Regions from separate parts of the Mus musculus genome. Here regions 1 and 3 are each linked to region 2. Evidence: chromatin contacts called from public Hi-C data. All regions are on one chromosome and are shown on one strand. The core of a region is the stretch at or near the end of the contact, and the rest is flanking DNA. Distances in the headings are between cores, read along the strand shown. Region 1 overlaps Abl2 (v-abl Abelson murine leukemia viral oncogene 2 (arg, Abelson-related gene)). Region 2 has its middle 9.9 kb from the start of Gm39683. Region 3 overlaps Ralgps2 (Ral GEF with PH domain and SH3 binding motif 2).

Evidence for each region. A called contact is a pair of places that touch in the nucleus more often than the background predicts.
Region 1: a Hi-C map of the G1E-ER4 cell line shows a contact between it and region 2, with 3 times the contacts expected there. The contact joins two enhancer-like sites. A contact is called at or near these places in 6 of 39 promoter capture datasets (HPC-7-derived erythroid cells, embryonic stem cells, liver and 2 more), 15 of 484 Hi-C or Micro-C datasets (the CH12 cell line, the G1E-ER4 cell line, the HPC-7 cell line and 6 more) and 1 of 9 other capture datasets (pancreatic islet).
Region 3: a contact with region 2 is called in a Hi-C map of the G1E-ER4 cell line, with 2.6 times the contacts expected there. The contact joins two enhancer-like sites. A contact is called at or near these places in 6 of 39 promoter capture datasets (the HPC-7 cell line, embryonic stem cells, fetal liver and 3 more), 6 of 484 Hi-C or Micro-C datasets (the G1E-ER4 cell line, the HPC-7 cell line, bone marrow-derived macrophages and 1 more), 2 of 115 datasets of contacts at active chromatin or transcription factors (oligodendrocyte precursor cells and pancreatic cancer cells) and 1 of 9 other capture datasets (embryonic stem cells).

The regions. Positions count from the first base shown.
Region 1 is chr1:156,641,209-156,644,149 of GRCm38.p6, forward strand. It overlaps Abl2 (v-abl Abelson murine leukemia viral oncogene 2 (arg, Abelson-related gene)), which reads left to right. Exons shown (of 12, transcript NM_009595.3): 12 at 1-2,941. The coding sequence ends at 1,508. Among named protein-coding and RNA genes, the nearest start is that of Tor3a, 32 kb to the right of the region's middle. Within about 2 kb of position 1,278, at least 14 of the 459 cell types and tissues checked have an H3K27ac peak or open chromatin away from gene starts, as enhancers often do. A contact at or near this core is called in the G1E-ER4 cell line, where this site is marked.
Region 2 is chr1:156,732,928-156,736,015 of GRCm38.p6, forward strand. No RefSeq gene overlaps it. Among named protein-coding and RNA genes, the nearest start is that of Gm39683, 9.9 kb to the right of the region's middle. Within about 2 kb of position 1,609, at least 36 of the 459 cell types and tissues checked have an H3K27ac peak or open chromatin away from gene starts, as enhancers often do. A contact at or near this core is called in the G1E-ER4 cell line and the HPC-7 cell line, where this site is marked.
Region 3 is chr1:156,860,221-156,863,332 of GRCm38.p6, forward strand. All of the region lies in intron 8 of Ralgps2 (Ral GEF with PH domain and SH3 binding motif 2), which reads right to left. It overlaps Angptl1 (angiopoietin-like 1), which reads left to right. Exons shown (of 5, transcript NM_028333.2): 5 at 195-858. The coding sequence ends at 382. Among named protein-coding and RNA genes, the nearest start is that of Angptl1, 23 kb to the left of the region's middle. Within about 2 kb of position 1,646, at least 40 of the 459 cell types and tissues checked have an H3K27ac peak or open chromatin away from gene starts, as enhancers often do. A contact at or near this core is called in the G1E-ER4 cell line and the HPC-7 cell line, where this site is marked.

The DNA of each region.
Region 1 (2,941 bases), core at 28-2,527, 92 kb before region 2:
ACAAGAAATATGAACTCACGGGTAACTTCTCACCTGTTGCTTCTCTACAGCATGCTGATGGGTTCTCTGTCGCTCCCAGCCAGCAAGAGCCGAATCTGGTGCCAGCCAAGTGCTATGGGGGGAGCTTTGCACAGAGGAACCTCTGTGCTGATGATGACAGTGGTGGGGGTGGGGGCAGTGGCACTGCTGGGGGCGGGTGGTCTGGTATCACAGGCTTCTTTACACCTCGATTAATCAAAAAGACACTGGGCTTGCGAGCAGGTAAGCCCACAGCCAGTGATGACACTTCGAAGCCTTTTCCAAGGTCCAACTCTACATCTTCCATGTCCTCAGGGCTTCCAGAGCAGGATAGGATGGCAATGACCCTTCCCAGGAACTGCCAGAGGTCCAAACTCCAGCTGGAAAGGACAGTGTCCACCTCTTCTCAACCAGAAGAGAATGTGGACAGGGCTAATGACATGCTTCCAAAAAAATCTGAGGAAGGTGCTGCTCCAGCCAGGGAGAGACCAAAAGCCAAACTATTGCCCAGAGGAGCCACAGCTCTTCCCTTGAGAGCCCCTGATCCAGCCATCACAGAGAGTGACTCTCCGGGGGTAGGGGTGGCTGGAGTGGCAGCTGCCCCCAAAGGCAAGGAAAGGAATGGTGGGACGCGACTTGGAGTCGCTGGAGTCCCCGAGGATGGAGAGCAGCTAGGCTGGTCTTCTCCAGCCAAGGCTGTAGCTGTCCTCCCAACCACTCACAACCACAAAGTGCCAGTCCTTATCTCTCCCACTCTGAAACACACTCCAGCTGATGTGCAGCTCATTGGCACAGACTCTCAGGGGAACAAATTCAAGCTCTTATCTGAGCATCAGGTCACATCCTCTGGAGACAAGGACCGACCCCGTCGGGTAAAACCAAAGTGTGCCCCACCCCCCCCACCAGTGATGAGACTACTGCAGCATCCGTCCACATGCTCAGACCCCGAGGAAGAGCCGACTGCCCCACCTGCAGGACAGCACACTCCAGAGACCCAGGAGGGAGGAAAAAAGGCAGCTCCAGGCCCAATGCCCAGTAGTGGGAAACCTGGGAGGCCAGTCATGCCTCCACCTCAAGTGCCTTTGCCCACATCTTCCATCTCACCGGCCAAAATGGCCAATGGCACAGCAGGTACTAAGGTGGCCCTGAGGAAAACCAAACAGGCAGCTGAGAAAATCTCAGCTGACAAAATCAGCAAAGAGGCCCTGCTGGAGTGTGCCGACCTACTGTCCAGTGCAATCACGGAACCTGTGCCCAACAGCCAACTGGTGGACACTGGGCACCAGCTGCTCGACTACTGCTCAGGGTATGTGGACAGCATCCCTCAGACTCGCAACAAGTTTGCCTTCCGAGAGGCTGTGAGCAAACTGGAACTTAGCTTACAGGAGCTGCAGGTGTCTTCCACAGCTGCTGGTGTGCCTGGGACAAACCCCGTCCTTAATAACTTATTGTCGTGTGTACAGGAAATTAGCGATGTGGTGCAGAGGTAGCCATCGTCGGCTGAGTGGGGAAATGCACACATTCTGAGGGGAAAGGGAAAGGGACTCGTTTTCCTGTGTTCTCGTTCTCAAAAAGTGAAAGACTGATACTTGAGTGTGTTTATGTGAAGTACCTCAGGTCCCTGAGTTCTCACGTTTACAGGGTCATCTCAAAACAGCAGAAAGGAAGTCACAGAAGTAGATAAAAAGTCAGTGTGGTGGAGCAGGGCAGTGCGGGCAGGGTTGGAAAGTGCACTGGGAGATTAGGGAGCCTCGTGTATACATCATAGGAAGGCATAGCCCGCCCTCTCTGCGGTGGCCTGTGCCGCCCACCGCCCACCGTTGGGCTGCTCTCAGTTGTGCTGTACTGCGAAACAGGCCTTGACTTGGCCAGTCCTGGGGGTTATCACGTTTCAGTTTACTGCAAATCTGGGGAGCGGGAGAAAGCAGTGTGGGGGATGTAGCAGGAGATGTTTTATTCGAGACTAGTGGAAGTGGCTGTTGGCCTTGCTTCCGTGGTCATTGCTGTTGTAGCAAGAACTGCACATTAGATTACCAGACTACTCCACTGGGAGACATGGCCTTTCCATCTGCTTTGCACTATTTACCACGGCTGTGTCAGTTGGTGCAGAAAGTACACAGTGCAGCGGAAGTTTAGTCAGACAGACACCTCCAGGCTCTCGTACTGACTAGCAGTCACTTCTCCCACTCTTTTGGAATGTTACTTGCTAGTGGGCCAGTATCCACCTGTAGCTTGTTGGTGGCTGTCTGTAAGCCATGGGCATAGGGCAGTCTCTCTTCCTTCATTCCTGGCAGCATACCGGGCATTACCCAGCATCGATGTTGAAAATAGTGCTCACTACAGGTGCCCCTGATCACTGACACAATGGCCACTTGAGCAGCTACACATACTCTGCACTTAATGAGAATACCAAGCAGATGTCGTACCTTTCTGAAAGGGGCTGGCCACATGGCTGCTTGTACCTTTCCCTCCTTGCAGCCCTCTGGCTGGCTGTAGGGAGCCGTGTCCACTGAGGGCTCGCCTCCACAGGATCTCGTGTTCTTTGTCTTTGCTCCCAGACCATCCCTAAGCCCTTGTTGCACTTGGAGTTTGTGTTGGGAATATTCTTTATTTATTTTCTCCTTTCATCTCTATTTCAGTGTGCATAATAGAAGGAGTGGGTTATTTTCAGGGAGCACCAGTTAGGCCCAGAGCCCTCAGGGTTTAACCTGAGAGTTGGTTTTGCCTTTGAGAAATGCCACTCCCCTCCCCTGATTACAGTCATGGAAGCTATTAGAGTAACATGGGATAGAACCGTAGCAGGCTGCACATTACTTATGGTTTTGGTGTTGTGTCTAATTCTAGTTTCTGGGTTTTTTTTTCAAAGAGAGCCAATACAAAATATGGTGATGTTTCTTTTTCCAAAGGAATATTAATGTAGGAA
Region 2 (3,088 bases), core at 359-2,858:
ATTTATTTAACGTGTGCCCTCTCATTGGACATTTAGGTTCATTACATTTGTGTACTGTTGCTAATTTTAGAAAGGTTATGGGTAGACTTGCCTAGAGATGGAATTGTCCTCCTACAGGAGCCTGCAGAAGTAACACAGACACAGCTTGTCACAAATACAGCACAGTTCACTCCCAAGGGCTCCTAAAGAATTCATAAACAACTGGAATTATCTGCTTTGCTTTGGTGTCCCACACAGCTGTCAAGGATAGCGCATTCAAAGGACCAGCTAAGCAGCAGCGGACCAAGGAAATGGAATGCTAGTTATTTTCAACATGTTCAGAATGTCATATGTCAGTGTGTGTGTGTGTACATGAGTGTAGGTATATGTGTAGGTGTGTATATATCTGTGTGTCTGTGTAGGGGTGTGTGTGTACGCGGGTGTGCATGTGTGTGTGTATGTAGGTGCGTATGTGTATGTGGGGGGCATGTCTGCCGTGACACATGTCTGGAGGCCAGAGCACAATTTTCTGGACTTTGTTCTCTCCTCACCGTTGAGAGGATCCGGGGATTGAACTCAGATCCTCAGGTCTGCGTCCTCACCCACTGAGCCATCTTACTGGCCCTCTCTTTTCCCTTTGTTGCATTTTACATCTAATTTTGTTTTTGATCTGTGGAAGAAATCCATTACAGGTTTCTCTAGCGTACAAAGGAATAGTATGTACAAGCGAATTTCCGCCTTGAACTCATTTCCGTCGCCGTTACACACAGTGTTTCTGTGTCCCTCTTCAGAGCTGAGTGGACCTCATTCAGGATCATGTCCTAAATTCTGCTGGGTGTGATGTGATGTGATCCTCTGACTCCAGTGCCAAGAAGGAGGGCAGCTCTCTCCACCTCAGGTTATAAAATGCGCCAAACAATGATGTAATGGCACAGAAATAAATATGGGATTCTCAATGAAACGCTAAGCACCGGAGAAACTCACACAGAAACTGAAAACAGTTTTGAAACCTTTCAGTCCTACCTTCCTCCACTCACAAACACAGACAGGCAATTCACAAGTAAACTCAAATTTTTCAACAGCCGATGGTTTGTAGCCATGAAAGAAAAAAAAAAAAAAAAAAACAACCACCCACAAGTCAAACACTGCCTACAGAGCCTTTCCTTGTCCTTGTCAGAGCTCAAAGAAGGTCCTCCAGCAACACAAACCTCTGAGGTTGAGGGCTGCAGGGACCAGGGCGGTCCAGGACAGAGTTCCTTTCATGAAGCAGAGTGAAGACTGAGTTTATTCATGGGATTTGGGGGTGGTTGAACTTCGTGCTCTCCAGGGCCCCATCTGCAGTCCTGGAAGAGGCTGGGCCCTGAGGGCTTACTCACCCTCTGGAGAGCAATATGGGGTGTGGTTGTGAACCCCAGCATCCGCTATGGGAGGTGCTCAGATGGGAGCTCTGATCCTGGGTCTCTGTGGCTGCTCCAACATTTGTCACTTGTGTCTGAGCTGATGCCAACTTTCAAGGACCCCAGACCAGCAGGAGCTAGACACCAAATCCAGTCTCGCTATAACCTTTATGCCACTCTCTCATGAAACAAACACCCAGGTCCCAGCTACACGGTGCCAGCAGAGGAGAGGCTAGGAGAGCCTGCCAGGTGGGAATGGGGCAGGCAGGGCGTCTGGGAGGAGGCATCTTCTTAGAGAGAGGGAAGTGCTCTCCAGTGACATTTTAATTTATGTCCTGCGTGTACGACTGAGAACATGCCAGTTTCCACATAACTCCATCTCTCATCAACTAAAATGTTCCTCTTTTTCTTTTTCTGCTATGTATGAGGGGGGCATGTTCCTGTGTGTTTGTGTAGAGGGCAGAGGTTAATGTTGGGCGTCTGTATCTCTCTACCTTAGTTTCTGAGACAGTCTCTCACAGGACACGGAGTTCAGCGATTGGCTAGTCTGACCAGTGAGTCCTGATATCTGCCTGTCTCTGTTCCCCATGCTAAGCTTTTTAGGTTGGTGTGGGGGATCTGAACTCAGGTCCTCATGCTGGCATTTTGCCCATGCAGCCATTTCCCCAGCCTCTGCTCTTATTTTCTTATCCTGTGGGGTCAGAGGTGACACACATATAGAGCTGTGACAGATATCAGGATCCTCTCAGTAGGTGTTGTGTATACAAAGTGTGGCATCCACACTGCAGTACCAGAGTGCTACTCTGTCTTAGTCAGGGTTTCTATTTCTGCACAAACATCATGACCAAGAAGCAAGTTGGGGAGGAAAGGGTTTATTTGGCTTACACTTCCATGTTGCTGTTCATCACCAAAGGAAGTCAGGACTGGAACTCAAGCAGGTCAGAAAGCAGGAGCTGATGCAGAAGCCATGGAGGGATGTTCTTTACTGGCTTGCTCAGCCTGCTCTCTTATAGAACCAAGACTACCAGCCCAGAGATGGTCCCACCCACAAGGGGCCTTTCCCCCTTGATCACTAATTAAGAAAATGCCTTACAGTTGGATCTTATGGAGGCATTTCCTCAACTGAAGCTCCTTTCTCTGTGATAACTCCAGCTGTGTCAAGTTGACACAAAACTAGCCAGTACACACTCTAACAGCCCTTCTGTGTTTATTGAGCACCTACAGAGAGCAGGTCACAGGCTCTGGGTCCTTGTTCTTGGGACTCACAAGGCAGTAGGAGCCTGGTAGTAGGCTACTTCAGATGACAGTATTTTAAAATAAGAGTATCCTCTGTGGTGTTTTCATTTGCTAGATCTGGTAAGTCTACCCAGGACACCATTAAGAATACAAAGTATGGAGTTCATAACTAGGGACTCTTGTCGTTTCTTCCTTTCTGACTCTTTCCAGGCCTTCAAGATGTTGAAGTAAGGACATGGGGTGGGTCCCCTGGAGTGACATTCTGGAGTTCCCTGGGTCAACTCTGCTGACATTACAGGAACCAAAAATTCGTATGTCATCTCTGTGAAGGGAATCAAGGGCCAGCTGAACACTTCCTGCTGCTGGTGTGGGCACAGTTAAGAAAGGCAAACAAGAACTAAGAAAAAAATGGTTCACCCAGCAGGAGTCATGTGACAATGAAAGTCATACAGAAGAGAAGATAGGGTGTTGCTTTA
Region 3 (3,112 bases), core at 396-2,895, 130 kb after region 2:
AAATGAAATTATTTAAATGTTAAGTCAGCACAGAGTGAAATGAATACGGTAATTCTAGTAAAGTGAGTAATGAGAAGTGACTCCTCCTGGAGTCAGTCACTCAAACGGCTCCAAAAGAAGCACATACGTGTGGCAGTCTGCAAGTGTCATGGCACAGAAGGACTCTTACTTCACTGTCTCTATTTCTCCTGCAGGAAACTGCGCCCACTTCCATAAAGGAGGCTGGTGGTACAACGCCTGTGCACACTCTAACCTCAACGGAGTATGGTACAGAGGTGGTCATTACAGAAGCAAGCACCAAGATGGCATTTTCTGGGCTGAATACAGAGGCGGGTCCTACTCCTTGAGGGCAGTACAGATGATGATCAAGCCTATTGACTGACACCTCCAAGTAAATGACACAGAACTTCACTTCCAGTTCCCCAAATCTAAACATTACACGTTACTCTGCACAACTTATTTTTACAGGTACAGTTTTTAAAATACATTTTACTACTATAAAAATGTATCTGTGAAAACAGTTCCATTCTCCTTCAAGGAAGATTATGCAAATCCTTGTTATTTTAAAAATTATATTGACTGAATATTGGTAAATGTAAATATTGGCCACAATGTAAAACAAATCTTAGCTTTATTTTGAATCAAATCCAAATACATGTTCAAGATACTTCATGATTTATTTAAAAAATATAAGTCTGCTCTAACTTTCACTGAAAAAAATTATTTCAAGAGTTCAGCCAATTAGTGCATTTTATTTATGAAAATACAGACAGGAAACTAGAGGAAAAAAACTCTAGTTTTGCCACTAGGAAATGTTTTTCCAGTAAGTACAACTTTAAAATAAAATTTTAAATTGAATTTATGCTTGTAATGATTTTCCTCTAATAATTTAGGACACAAAGTACAAAATGTATCACTTTAAAAATGCACAACTAACACCCTCATTACATAAACAAGTTAATTTCTTGACAGTCATGATATGCTAATATCAAAATCTCCTGATACACGTTATGTAATGACAAAAGCAACAGGGTACTGATATCACAAAACAAAATCGCCAGTATACCAACTTTTTAATATATTTGAATTATGATTCTAAATGTATTCATTATCCCCCTATCCCAGTCATTGAACTTTACCTCAAAAACACCCACCTAACTACGAGCTAGCAGTGTAGCTCAGTGGTACTGTGCATGCCTGGCATGTGTGAAGGCCTGGGTTTGATTTATAGCAATGGCAAAGGAAAAAAAAAATCTGTCTGTGACTTGTGAAAAAGATTGGATAGCTTTATACTTACATCTAAAAGAATTTCAACAATCAGTTAAAGACATTTTCCTAACAGTGAGGATACAACAGCCTTAAAGCAAACTCCATAGGCCCTGGCAGGTTCAAACTGCTAACTCATTTTACAGTGTGTGTGACTGACCTTTGTCCTACTTTGTCTAACTCATCTTCCCAATCATCTCCATTATCAGGGCCTCCTAGAACCACTTCCTCCCAGTAATTATTCACTTGTTACAGCTAATCATCCATCAAGCTAAAATCATAAAGATGTGAGACAGATGGTAAGGTAAAGTGAAAATGCAGCAGAACTAAAGGAGCACCCTGTCCACACGGGGGCAGTTTAACACGGACAGCCACACAGACACCCTGTCCACACGGGGGCAGTTTAACACGGACAGCCACACAGACACCCTGTCCACATGGGGACAGTTTAACATGGACAGCCATAGGCAATCCAAGTTCCCATGCATCACAGAGGCAGTGAAAACCCCTGGTAAAACCCATGACTGAGTGGCAGTGGCATTTGTCTTTGCCACCAACCAGCATGTCACACCTGACATCAGAGGCAAATCTTACAGAACCATCCCAGAACTAAAACCAGAACAAGGTAAAAGTAAACACACAAGATAGAAAACAAATGAGCTTTCAAATTGCCCTACCTTGTGGATGGATTCTACTCTACTGCACAGCTGGTGCAGGTTCGCTCTTGAGCTCGCAGAAACGTGGCTGAAGTACCATCTGTACTATTAACGACTGCACCCCCTCCACCGCCCTGGATGAACACTATCCAAGTTTGCATGAGCTTACAGTGACCCATGAGCTTTCCTTGTCAGTGATTATGACAGCGAGTTCTAGGACAGCCAGGGCTACCCAGAGAAACCTTGTCTCTCAGAAAAAAAACCAAACCAAAGCTAAAGAAGAACTGACAACAATAATTATATCAGGCACATATGGTTGAATGCCTAGTTGTTATTAAAACACGTTACTAAAGGGTCAACAACTGCAATTCTGTTTGTGGCTAGCAGTCACTTCTAAGTATCTGTTTCTGTTTGTTTGTTTTTTTGTTTTTGTTTTTGTTTTTTTGTTTTTAGACATTTATTGTAGAAAGGCAGAGAGGTAGAGTAGGGGAAGTAGAGACTGGCTTAATAACCTCTTTTAAAAAACCATAAGCACAAGAATATTAATTAACTCCATCCCCAACTGACATCTGTCACAAGTCTTTGAAAGTAGCCACCCTCACAACAGAAAGGACATCAGTGGGACTTTGAACGTACTTGACAGGAGTGAGGGTCAAAGGGATGGGGGGGGGGGTGGAGGGGTGGAGACTGCAGTTCTGCCTAAGGAGAAACCTACAGCCAGGTGCCACTGGCTAAGAGTTCAATCTCAGAATCCACAAGAAAATGATGGAATGTGCTCTACTGCTGGCTTAGAACATGATATATAATCAAAGGCCAGCAAGATGACTCAGCGGCTAAGGACAGCAGGTGCCAAGCCTGATGCCCTGAGTTTATTCTCCACACAGCACAAGGAGAGAACTTATCCAGCAAGTTGTCCACTGACTTCTGTATACACTCTCAATATCAATGAGTAAATATAAACATTTAAATAAGTAAAATTAATCCAGAGCATATATTACTTACTAAACCAAAGAAATGAAAGTGCAGTAAAATTCTTAAAATATAGATACCTACATGTTTCTCACCATTAGAGATCTTGATATCACTGTCGGTGACTTTTGTATATAACATTTTATCAAAGGAAAAGGGCAAGTATTTCTTTAGTTCCTTACAGAAAGAACTATAGGACGGGACTGGCAGTGTGGGCTGCT